2 separate regions of the Mus musculus genome follow, and region 1 is linked to region 2. A link is a contact called in public Hi-C data. All regions are on one chromosome and are shown on one strand. Each heading gives the region's core, a stretch centred on a gene start, on an enhancer-like site or on the middle of the called end of the contact. The rest is flanking DNA. Distances are from core to core; before and after follow the strand shown.

Region 1 (6,388 bases), core at 2,882-5,381, 580 kb after region 2:
CTGGGCTACATAGTGAGTCGCAATCTCAAACAATCAAAAACTTTTTTCTAAAAGTACAGAAACCTTTTATTAAGTGAATTCTGAGTTGTATTACATTGATACTATGACCTTGGGTGTATTTTGTAATGTCTAAAAAGTTTGGGGGTGAATATCAAGGTTTTTGATGATAATTTCTGAGATCTGAATTTTTTTGTTGGTTTTTTTTTTTCTTTTGGTTTTTTGAGACAGAATTTCTCTGTATAGCCCTGGCTGTCCTGGAGCTCACTCTGTAGACCAGGCTGGCCTCGAACACAGAAATCCATCTGCCTCTGCCTCCCGAGTGCTGGGATTAAAGGAGTGCGCCACCATGCCCGGCTCTGAATTTTTTTATAAACATTTACTTTTCTCAATTTTGTATATATTTATAATAAACACATAACTTTCATTAAAATTAAATTAAGGGCTGGTGAGATGGCTCAGTGGGTAAGAGCACCTGACTGCTCTTCCGAAGGTCCAGAGTTCAAATCCCAGCAACCACATGGTGGCTCACAACCATCCGTAACGAGATCTGACTCCCTCTTCTGGAGTGTCTGAAGACAGCTACAGTGTACTTACATATAATCAATAAATAAATCTTAAAAAAAAATTAAATTAAGTTAAATTAAATTAAATTAAATTAAAGAGCACATTAGGTGGGGGCTAGCTCTGGGGAAAAGACGCTCTCCTCCTCAGTCCCCTGATGCCCTCTGACTTCAGGTGATGACTAAACCCCCAATGAATTCTCTCTTTGGTTTAAAAAAAAATCAAGAATGAAAAGCCAGACAAGCCAACAACTGTAGTATAGCAAAGCAAGGGACAGGGGAGACAGCACAGTTAAGTGCTCACCATGCAAGTCTGAGGAGCTGAGTTCAGCTCCAACACCCACATGAAAATGCCAGGCGTGGTGGTTCACATTTGTAACCCCAATGCTGGGGACACAGAAACAATTGGGTACTTAGAGTTCACTGATTTGCAGGCCTAGGCTGGAAAGTTCCGGGTCCCAGTGAGAGATCCTGTCTCTGAAATTAAGGTACCCGGTGCCAGAGAATCAATACTAGAGGTTGACTTCTGGCCTTCACTGCACCACCCACTAAAAAAAACGCATGGAGCTAATCTAGTTGGATAATTATGAACTAGCAAATGTCTCTGCAATTATCAATAAGATCTCTACCTCGGATTGAATTGTGCCTTGTAAAATCTCAGAGTTATAAAAAGATAAAAAGTATCCATTGATACTTTTGATTTCAAAAGCAAGCACCGAATATAAGTAACAAAACAGCTAAGCAACGTCAAACTTAGCTCTGTGAAGGGTAGAGACAGCTCTCTTGTGTTTATATAAAGACACACAGGAAGGATATATTTTTTTTAAAACTAATACAATTGTGACATAGGACAGGGAACTTTATGGTCAGGCAAGGGAAGAAGTCACCTCAGGGCACATATATCTCTATACCTGCCTTGATTTTTAATGTGTCTCATCTACTTAAACCACACTTTACGACTCAATAAAAGTTAACCCACTTTCCCCAAGAGCTCCAGTGAACAGCAAAGAATTCAGAGGCAAACCCCTGAGAAGCAATTGACGTTGTCCCAGAAAAAACTAGAGTGTCTAACAAAGGCTCAATATGGTTCACTCACATCAAAACCAAGGGGTTGAAATCAAAGGATTTGTGATGTGAGTGCGTGTGAGGTGTGTGTGGTGTGTGTGTGATATGTGTGTGTGGGGTATGTGTGTGTGTGTGGGAGTATGTATGTGTGTGTGTGATATGTGTGGTGTGTGTGAGAGAGAGAGATGTGTGGGGTATGTGTGTGTGTGAGAGAGAGAGGTGTGTGTGATGTATGTGGGATATTGTGTGTATATGTGTGATGTGTGTGATGTTTGTGATATGTGGGGGTGTGTGATGTATGGAGGAGTGTGTGTGATATATGAGGGGAGTGTGTGTGACATGTGTGCGTGGGGTGTGATCTGTGTGTGTGTGTGTGTGTGTGTGTGTGTGTGTGTGTGGTGTGAGCTATAAGTAAAAGAACAATGAATGGTGTCAGCACACTGGAATCCTAAATTAGAGGATAGCCTGACACTCTGTAGGGAAGCTGCTGGGTGGGTGTGATTGGAGGGCGATTGTTTATGTTCACCATCCCATCTGCATTTGTTTGAAAGGGGGAAATTACAAAAAAAAAAAAAAATACTGCAGGAGCAAGCAGGGTAAATATGCAGAGTCTACACAGCACGCAGGCCGGAAGTCTTCCTCATGAAGACATCCATCTGACATCCTTTCTTCAGATAGGCTTGAACATCTCTTTATAAATGCAAAGCAAACTCTATGAAATGCAAACATTAAAATCTGAGCAATTTGAAATTATTCAGATTTATCACTTTATAAAAATTCCAATTTTGTCGTGGCCAGCCTGGTCTACAAAGTGAGTTCCAGGACAGCCAAGGCTATACAGAGAAACCCTGTCTCGGGGGGAAAAAAAAACAATTTTGGGCTAGAGAGATGGCTCAGCTATTAAAGACTAGGCTCACAACTAAAACTACACTCCAATTTACCAGAAAGCCATAGACATTAAAGTGACAGAGGGCTCCCAAAGCAAGCTGGTTAGCAAGGCTAGTAGCCATAATCAATTAGCTCTGAGTTTGGTTAAAGACCCTGTAGGGCATGTGGGACCTTGTGACCAGACAGGCATAAGAATGGTAAGGTTGAATGAACTCAGACCCTTTGAGAACAGGAGTGGAGCCATCCCCTGCCTACCTCTGTCTGTACTGGAACCATGATACCCCACTGAGGACCATGGCGCTGCTGGATCGTGTAACATAAACATCTGGAGTTCTCCATGCCAATGAGGATAGATAGCCCCCCCCCCCCCCAAGTATTCAGCCAGTGAGCTTACCCCTTCCTGGGTATTCCTTCCCACAGAAGGTATTTTATCCCTGAATAAAGGGTATGCCTTCACATCCACGGTCAAATAAACCAGTATTAACAAGCAAGGATCATCTTCTCTTTAGGATCGCCATGGGAAATCGGGCGTGGCGGCGCACGCCTTTAATCCCAGCACTTGAGAGGCAGAGGCAGGCGGACTTCTGAGTTCCAGTCTGGTCTACAGACTGAGTTCCAGGACTGCCAGGACTACACAGAGAAACCCTGACTCCGGGGGAAAAAAGGGATCGCCATGGGAAGGCTTTCATCTTAAAGAGCCGAACCTAAAACTCCCGAGGAAGGCTTTTCTCTTTCAGCCCCTTCGGTACTTTCCACCCTCCACACTCACTCCGATCAGGTTCCGCCCAGTTCCTGGCTCTGCCTTTCCCCTCCCTGTCTGACACGCAGTCCTCCTGGGAGGGAAAGTTAAATGAACCCCTTGTTCCCCACTCCCTACGGTTCCCAGAGAGGAGATGGGAACCTCTGTGTACTTTCCACTTCGGACTTACCGCCGCCTTCTGATAGTGATCGGAGCACATCCCACCCCCACCCCCACAGAGAAACAGGATTCGACAGGACCCCGTCCCATTGAATAAGGGGGAAGGACGATGGGAGAAAATTCTGAAAACAGTTCTGGCTTCCATAATGCGCTCATATCCACTTACATGCACACCTCCACATGTTCCCCATACATGTAAACATGCATATACGTGGAGAAAGAAAAATGCTTTCTAAAGATTAGAAGGTACATGAGATATAGTAAATTATGTCATTCTTATGCACATGTGTTGGAAACTGATTCTAATGCTTTATCTTACTTCAGCTCCCAAAAGCCGCACATCCAGACCTGAGCATCGCTGCCCCCAGCTGGCTTCGATTGATAATAAAGAATTGCCATACAGCCAATGGCTGGACAAGGAGATGGGGCAGGACTTTTAGATTGCACGGGCAAGGGACATAGAGAGGGGGAGAAGACAATCGCCATGACTCAGAGGGAAAGGGATCAGATTTAAGAGCTGCAGAAAAACAATCATCCGGCAATGCAGGTGGAAAGGAGGCGGGGGGGGGGGTGGGGGGGGGGGAGGACTTCTTCCCAGAAGGCAACAAGGCAGCAAAGATAAAACATAGATTTAGAAGGTGTTAAGCCAGGAATAATCCTGACGAGTTGCTTTTAGCTAGCTCCATCTAGAGGTGAGAAAAAAAATAATTGCCCGTGTATTGGAGAGACTAGGAATTAGATCCCTGACAGGCAAATAGAGGCGAGTGCCACAAATAGAAAAACAAAAACAAAAACCAGAACATTTCCAGCCTTTCCACCGCCCTCCGCACCAGAAGCAACGGCCTGGCAGCTTGAGACAAGCATCTGGCAGGCTTTTTCTCTCCCCAGTAAGGTTTCACCTCGCACTCCCGTGGCCATTCCAGGCTGATCAGATAAACTGAAAGCCTGTCTGGGCGTGCTTCACTAAAGCTGCGGGCCTTCCTCCGTCTAAACAGAGCAATTCTTAATTAGGGGAAAAGAACCATCCTTAACCAAGAAAAAAATCACTTAAACGCAGAGTTATCCCGGGAAAGGGAGCCGTGTCATCTCCCTGCACTCCCGCGGACTACTTGGGTCCCTTGCTGTGTGTCTCTCCTTCTTTGTCTCCAACTGGAACAAACTGTTTACTGAGGTGCCTGTTTAACACATCACAGCAACATCCTTCAGTCCCTACGTGTTACAGGATCCTTCTGGCTGACAAACCCTACCCCCTACCGTAAACTTCTCCAGCTCAGAAGCTGGGCTGCCCTTCCTTCCCCTCGGTGGGCTTCCCTATATAATGCAGCCATTTTGATTACCAGGGCTTTTGTCTACCCTTTACTCTCCTGGCTCTCTCTCCCCTCTCCCCTCTCCCCTCTCCCCTCTCCCCTCTCCCCTCTCTCCTCTCCCCTCTCTCCTCTCTCCTCTCTCCTCTCTCCTCTCCTCTCCTCTCCCCTCTTCCCTCACAAGTTCCTGCTCAGAAACTTGTCAGCTTTGAACCCTCCCAGAAGTCCTTGCCTCTGTCTATGCTATCTACAATAAACTTTCTTCACCATATTTAAAATCAGTGGCGTTCTTCCAACTTTTTTTTAAAGATTATTTATTTTATGTATGTGAGTACACTGTAGCTGTCTTCAAAGAACACCAGAAGAGGGCATTGGATCCCATGAGCCACCATGTGGTTGCTAGGAATTGAACTCAGGACTTCTGGAAGAGCAGTGAGTGCTCTTAACCACTAACCCATCTCTCTAGCCCCGTGTTCTTCCTTTTATTTATTTTTTATTTACTTTGTAATTTTTCCTACATGTGGTGACAAAGCCCAGGATTGGCATATATCAGTTCCCTTCCACAGAGTTCAGCCTCTCCGAACCAAGCTGCTGATCTGACTCCCTGACGACGTGTATACAGATCATCTGTTTCTTCTCGCGTCTGTCATCCATCAAATTGTACCCCAATTTCTAAAGTCTGTCTTCTCAGCTACTTCTCCCCTCCACGTGTTCTAACAATTCCTCTCCTTGTCTATGTCATGATTGTATCTCCAGCTCTAGAGCAGTGGGTTCCACCCTTCCTAATGCTGAAACTCTTTAATACATGTTGTTGTGACCCCCCAACCATAACGTTATTTTCACTGCCACTTCATAACTGTAATTTTGCTATTTGTAAATATCTGCTATACAGGATGTGTTTTCATTTTTAAAGCTGAGCAAAATTAAAGCAGAGTGATTAATTACAAAATATGTAATTATATATCATGAAATACTTCTAATTACAAAAAAAATGAAATTTTATCCTAAAGCATGGTGTAGCATGGGGTAACAGTCTTAAACTAATAATAGCAAACTACCTTGCTACATTTTGCAACAGTATATATAAAAGAGCAATGTCAGTGGGAAGGTTGAGATTGCTTCTTTCCCACCAGAAACTCTGGGAGTCTTTGCAAGAGCACAATGAAGATCAACTTTTACAAGTCTATGTCTATATTTAGACATGCTAACCATCAAGCTATAAAAAGCTGTCTCACAAAGATATATTGTTGGAAATGGAGGAGGCAGGGCAAACACTTTCTCAGACAGAATGTGATATGACTGGAAACACTTGGTCAAGAAGTTTGTAAGCGGCATTGCGGAGAGCTTAGTTCTTGTTGCACCCCTGTTAACGACTTTAATTAAGTTGTTGCTTCTTGTGTTGCTCAGGAATATCTTCAGCTTTGACCGTGAGTGGTTTTCTGGTGAGTACAAACAGGACATCTGGTATATTGAAAACAATGCAAGGAAATTTCATCTACAAGCATGTCCAAGTGTTCTTTCACAGAAATTATCATGGTAATCTTTTTATCTGATTCAAGGTCATGTTCCTCAAAGAACACAGATATGTAGGCATCATGGTTTTGTGCACTGTGTGATGATTTTCTTGTCCTATTCAGTGCTGACTTCTCTGC
Region 2 (6,289 bases), core at 3,057-5,556:
TGAATCTCAATGAAAGACACTCTGAAAACTAGATGGTAGTTCACCCCAGGGGAGGGAATGGGCAAAGGGTATGGGATGGCACCTTTCAAAACTTCTGAGAAGGACTTAGTGGGCCCGCTCTCATCCCTCACCTTGGATCAGCCTGCACCCATCATGCATCAGCAGCGTCCTCCAAAAAAAACTCTGCACACATCTGGGGATCTGCACCAAGGAAAGGGCAGGGCTTTCTTGTGATGTTAGGCCTTGTGTGCAGAGACTGGGATAAGACCGGTAGGTGTGGGCTATCCACAACTGTTCAAGTAACCCTAAGATGCAGTCTCCAGTGTAGCCTGGGCTTCCCTGCCATGATACCTTGTTTCCAGGAATAGTGGGAACACCAAAAAGTTCACCTTTCCTCCTCATTCTGTCCCATAAGATGGCACACCTATGAGATCAAAACCTCAAGCAGCATGAACAGAGAACAGGGCAGGCTGCTCCTGCATCCATCTTGGCTCTGTGCATTTTTATTCCTCAGAGAATCTTGCATTCATTGCGTTCTAGGATTCAGGACAGGGTGGACCCGCAGGCTTCTATGGACAGAAGAGGGGACTCAGAAAGCCCAAGTCTCTTCTAACAGTGAAAGCGTTGGGACTGACCTAGTCACTGGAGTGACAGAAGTGGGAGAGTGAATAGGGCTGTCGGGGTGGCACGGCCACTGAAGATGATCACTGCACAGTCCTGATCCCGGGAGCTTGCTCCCTGGAGCCCACTTACAAAGCTGGATGCCGTGGGGCTCATCTGTAAGCCCAGGACTTGTACAGAAAGTAAGAGAAAGAAAAGAATCACAAGTATTCAGGCCAAGTAGCCTGCAGTACTGAAGCTCAACAGAAACAAGAAGACCTGGCCTCAAAGGGACCGGCCAGCACTGACTCACAAGTTCTGTGCATGTGCTTTCTCCCTCTCCCCCCCGACACACACATACACACACCTCACACACCTCACACACCTCACACACAATAATAATAAGTCCATAAAATTAGTAGCATAGGGCAGATTTAAGAAGCATCCTTTGCCTCTGAATCACTGAATTTAATGATGGGTGATGATGATTAAATATGTATGTGTATATTTAGACACAACATATATGTAATTTAAATGAAATATACATAGAGATATAACACACGTAAGTAGATATAAAAGGAAAGTTCAAATTATCTCTTTAAACTTTTTATTAGTAATTATTTTGTACTAAGCCAGGATATAAGCTGGCTTGATTAGTGAAAATTATAAGAGCATTTGGCAAACCTTTTAAAGAAAGAAATGAATGCTGTGTATTTAAAAGCAGGTTTTCCCAGCTCTGCAGACCTCAGGTCCCCAGCTGTCCCCAGAGTTCTCAGCGTACTATTTCTGAAGTCTTCATCTGTATGTGTACATTAGACAGGGCTCTCAGTGTTTATCATCCACTTACCTCCCAAGGATTTGCTAGAAAGGAAAGGTTTGTTTGGTGCAAAAGTCATATATTCTCATCTAGCCAGAAGAATATAAGAGTGCTACCAGGCATTAAAAATAGAAGGACTGAACAGCTTGTAGAAACCATTTAGATGTAGAAAACCATTTAAAGAACAAGAGAAAAGGAACCCAAGTCTTTAGTAACATAAAGATGCTTACGAAAATGAACAGAAGGACAAAGAAGCAAAGACAAAAAGGGAATAGAAATAAGTCAGAGGAGGGGAATTAAACAGAATTCTACCTTTATATAAGAAACTGTTGCTGTATGGGCGGAACAGACTTCATTGTTCTACATGCAAGAACAGAGGAGAGGAGGCACTGAAAGAGTCCGTCCATGGTCATGTGCTGCTGGGTGGGTCATCTCCGGCCGCATATATGACAGTGGCTTGACTGGCCAATGTGTGTGACCCATGTAAAAGTGGCCACTAGTATTGATAGAATGATCACATTGCCTAATGACACATGTATCAGGCCTCCTTGTTACCAACTGACTGTATGTCCAGACTGCCAAGCAGGGTTATGAGGGAAAGGGAGACAGTGTGCATTGCTTTAAGGATTTAAGAAAGAATTTCCCAGGATTGGCCAATGACCGCAATCTGAGTTTATAGCCCCTGTGCAGTAGACACCTGAGACGTGACGACATTTTGGTGTGACACATGGGTCAAGGAGAAGCCGTGCACACAGCAGGGAAACTAAGAAACAGCATAGATCTAAAAGCTGGGGCTGATGTCCTGTGTCTGAACATGTTGCCTTATTGCACAGACTTGAATCCTGGAGAGGGGAGGACAGTCTACTGGGAAGCCGAGACTGGCAGACAAAGCTAAAGAAAGATGAAGATAAAAACTGATTTAGAGATACGATTTGCATGTTCAAAGATGTATAAATTTTGATGGTCCCAGAACACTTGAGTGCCAGAAAGCCAGCACAGGGCTACAGCAAAAACAGCAGAGCCAGGAGAAGCTCCAGGGGCTTTCCATGTGTGCCATGCCACTCATTGGAGCTTCTGTGACAGGCCATGGCCAGAGACCATGAGACAGAGGTCACGGCAGAGCCAGCCATCGGGCTGGCATGGATGAGGCTGCCTGGCCCACATTCTCAGATCTGAGTGTGAATGCCCACAAAGGAAGAGAAGAGGGACTGTCCATTTCCATGAACAGGGATGGCACAAGGCACTGGATGGTCATCACTGTGCTGAGCAAGGTTTCTTACAACAGGGGGAAAAAAGAATTACACAGACCCAACAGTCCCCATTCCAAAATAGAGGAGGTAGGGTGCCAATGAAGGCCCTGCATTGGCTGGCACTGGCCTTGCCTACCTCTCTCCAGGCGTAGTACCTCTCAGCTTTGATCAGCATATCCACGACGAGGCTGTGCTGGCTCCTGGCAGCCACCGCCAGGGCAGTCTTTCCTTGCTAAATTAAAAGAGGGAAGGATTAAAATAAAGAGTGATGATGTTGCGTGGTAGGCAGAACTCCAGCTTTGTGATAGACCTGAACTCAGATCCCAATTCTGCCACCTGAGTGAACTAAGGACCAGACCCTAGTCACCGGAAGTCTCCGCAATTACACCAGGTGTCATGGCGAGCCCTTGCTATGAATGCCGCCCCTCACATTTCCCAGCTCCCTTGTCAGGGATGTGACCTACACCCTCGCCAGTGCCAGTGGTATGAAAAGTCAAAGGCACATTCCTGGGGAAGATCTTCAAAGAGGGGAAAGATGACTTTCTCTTTCCATCCCTCCACTTCCCAAGGGGAGTGAGTGCGACAGGAGAGCGGGAACCTGGGCAGCCACTTTGGATCAGGAGCTGGAGACCTCTCTTGAGGACAATGAAGTAATGAGACAGAAAAGGGCTGGATCCAAGAACAGCGCCAATAATGACAGCAGAGCTCAGTGTAGGTTTCACTCACGGCTCCCAGCTAGGAGTTTTGTCTTTTATAAGTCACTGCGGCTAACCAAGGTTAAAGTGTTCCAATTTTAACCAAATTGAATGAGTAAGAAAAGACTGAGCTGGACGACATATGGGACCTACATTGCCTGCAGCTCATGCTACATCATACACACGTTACAAAAGGTGAACCCTGCTCACGATGGCTTTCTCACACAGCACAGCTTCGCAAGCTCTGGCCCCTTGATTTTATGCAGGGCACAGTTCTTATCTCTGCATCTATACATGTTTTCCTAAAAAGGAGAGTAGTTTGTATTTGCTTTCTTTTTTTAAGTGTGTGTGTGCACGCGCACACGCATGCATGCCCATGTACGTGTGTGTGCCCATACACATATATAAGCAGTCATGCAGAAGCCAGAAAACAACCTTGGTTATCTTTAGGAACGAACATATAGCACCTCCTTTGAGACAGGGTCTCTCATTGGCCTGGGGATTAGACTAGACCAGCTGGCCAGCAAGCTCTGGGGATGCTACTGTCTCTACCTTCCCACTCTGGAGTTCTAAGTGCATGCCACCACACCCAGTATTGTGCCCAGCCTTGGGGTTTGTATATGGGTACCAGGGATGAGACTCACATCATCACACTTTCAAGACAAGCTATCTCCCCAGGCCCCTTACTTGCATTTCTAATGACCCATGAAAAATTCCCTCAGAGACTCTAAGGTTAATTAAACATATAATGGTCAGAAATAGCCCCAGAAAATAATTGCAGTGTTAGAAACCTGCATTTCTAACCCCGTGTCTGGATAGCAGCTACAAGTACAATTCTCAGTGACACAAAAGGCATGGTTTTCTGGGCAGGCGCTAAGACCCAGATGAGCAGGGAAGTAGGGGCTGGAAGTAACAGCCTGTAAGCAGGCGAGCTGGTAATGAAATTAGGAAGGATTGCATTTGGCAGGCATTTAGCAAGCCTCTAATTGCATACTGTCTGCATTCTGCCTTGTAAAGCCATTTGAATCACCATAATTAGCCTATTTTGGGAATGCAGCATTCTAAAAGTCAGAATTTTCAAGCTGGAGAAACTTTCCTTAAGGAATAATACATTGGAGTGGAGGTGCCATTTGCCCTTGACAGAGAGGCAGGCAGAGACCAAGAGCTTTGGGACCCCCAAGTTACATCAGACTTCTCTCTTGGCTCCCTTTTCAGCCTCTCTCTCTCTCTCTCTCTCTCTCTCTCTCCCTCTCTCTCTCTCTCTCTTTCTCTGTGTGTGTGTGTGCATGTGCGTGTGTGTGTGTGTGTGTGTGTGTGTGTGTGTGTGTGTGTGTGTGTGTGATTCTCCCTCCAGCATCTCACTGTGTAAGCTTGGCTGGCCTAGAACTCTAGAATTTGCTATGTAGACCAGGCTGGACACAAACTCCTGGAGATACTCCAAAATGCTAAGATCAAAGGTGTGTGCCACCATACCCGGCTACCAATCCTGATCTTAACACAGTCTGAGAAATACCGTGGGGTTTGTTGTTGTTGTTGTTGTTATTATTATTATTATTAAGAACATGTGGGAGCAGGTAAAAAGGGAGGGTAGTGTTTATGCATTCGTTATTTATGATTTGGGTGCCAGCTGTGGGCCAGACCCTTAGAATAAAGGAGTGTGGGAGAAGGGAGAGTTGGGGCTAGCAACTCTAGGCTTTTGGTTTAAAACAAGCAAAGTCACATGTTAGTGTTGACCTTGACAACTGGAATAGCCAATCCACTAGCAGCAGGGCCCACAGAATCCCTAAAGAGTCTCTACCCCAGCCTTGGAGGAATTAAGTATGAATGAAAACAGAAAAAGTTACTACAAAAGAATGCAGGGGAGGGATGAAGGCTGAATGTTAATAAACTCAAGCAGCCACATCTGGGGCAACAGTGGCATTGTGCCCCAGCCTAGGCCCCAGGGTAGGTGGTCATGTTTCCCTGCACACGTGCTACTGCATTCGCCACATTGTCCACAGCCTGTCTTTCTTTTATAATTAAAAAAAAAAAATCCTCAGATCATACATATGCGGAACTCTCAGCTCTGAACTAGAGAACATAGTGAATCAGGAAGGTAAAGACCAGAAAAAGAAAGATTTGAGGTTGCAGACATAGCTCAGTGGTATAGCAATTGTCTACCAAGGGCAAGGGCCTGGATTCTATGCCCAGTACCAAAAAGAGCATATCGTGTTTTATAAAGATGCCTTGGCATTATGCGTTATAAAAAGGAATTGGCGTGCACTGTTAACAGTCTGCTCGTTCTGAATCAACTTGCTCCCAACCCAGACCCCCCGGAAGAGTAGCAGGAGAAATCAGCTTGATTCAAGGTTTTAGGAAGTGCCCAAGCTGAGCCCACACATGCACAGCGTGAGGGAGGAACACAAGGGATGCAAGAAGCACAGGCATCACATGCTTAACAACCAAGGTTGATACTGGAGCAGAGCGGCAAGACTGAACTACACACACACACACACACCATACACATCACACACACACACTCACACACACACATCACACACACATCATACACACACACACCATACACATCACACATGCATCACACACATCATACACACACATCACACACATACACATACCATACACATCACACACACATCATGCACACATCACACACACACACACACCATACACATCACACACACATCATGCACACATCACACACACACACACACACACACCGCATATATCATACACACACACACCACACATCACACACACACCATACACATACACACACATACACACATCATACACATATCACACACACACCATACATATCACACACACATATCATACAGACATATACACATCACACACACACACACACACACACACACACAAAATTAAAGAGCAGAGAGCAGATTAAGATAAAACATACTTTAAAT

What was found. Hi-C and Micro-C count contacts between places; a contact is called where the count stands out from the background.
Region 1: a contact with region 2 is called in a Hi-C map of the N1E-115 cell line, with 3 times the contacts expected there. The contact joins two enhancer-like sites. A contact is called at or near these places in 1 of 15 datasets of contacts at CTCF or cohesin (large pre-B cells), 6 of 484 Hi-C or Micro-C datasets (B cells, the N1E-115 cell line, cerebral cortex and 3 more) and 2 of 115 datasets of contacts at active chromatin or transcription factors (bone marrow-derived macrophages and pancreatic cancer cells).

Annotation. Positions count from the first base shown.
Region 1 is chr13:97,004,265-97,010,652 of GRCm38.p6, forward strand. No RefSeq gene overlaps it. Among named protein-coding and RNA genes, the nearest start is that of Gm41028, 8.8 kb to the right of the region's middle. Within about 2 kb of position 4,132, at least 157 of the 459 cell types and tissues checked have an H3K27ac peak or open chromatin away from gene starts, as enhancers often do. A contact at or near this core is called in the N1E-115 cell line, where this site is marked.
Region 2 is chr13:96,421,930-96,428,218 of GRCm38.p6, forward strand. It overlaps Ankdd1b (ankyrin repeat and death domain containing 1B), which reads right to left. Exons shown (of 15, transcript NM_001369169.1): 12 at 2,804-2,899. Among named protein-coding and RNA genes, the nearest start is that of Poc5, 37 kb to the left of the region's middle. Within about 2 kb of position 4,307, at least 14 of the 459 cell types and tissues checked have an H3K27ac peak or open chromatin away from gene starts, as enhancers often do. A contact at or near this core is called in the N1E-115 cell line, where this site is marked.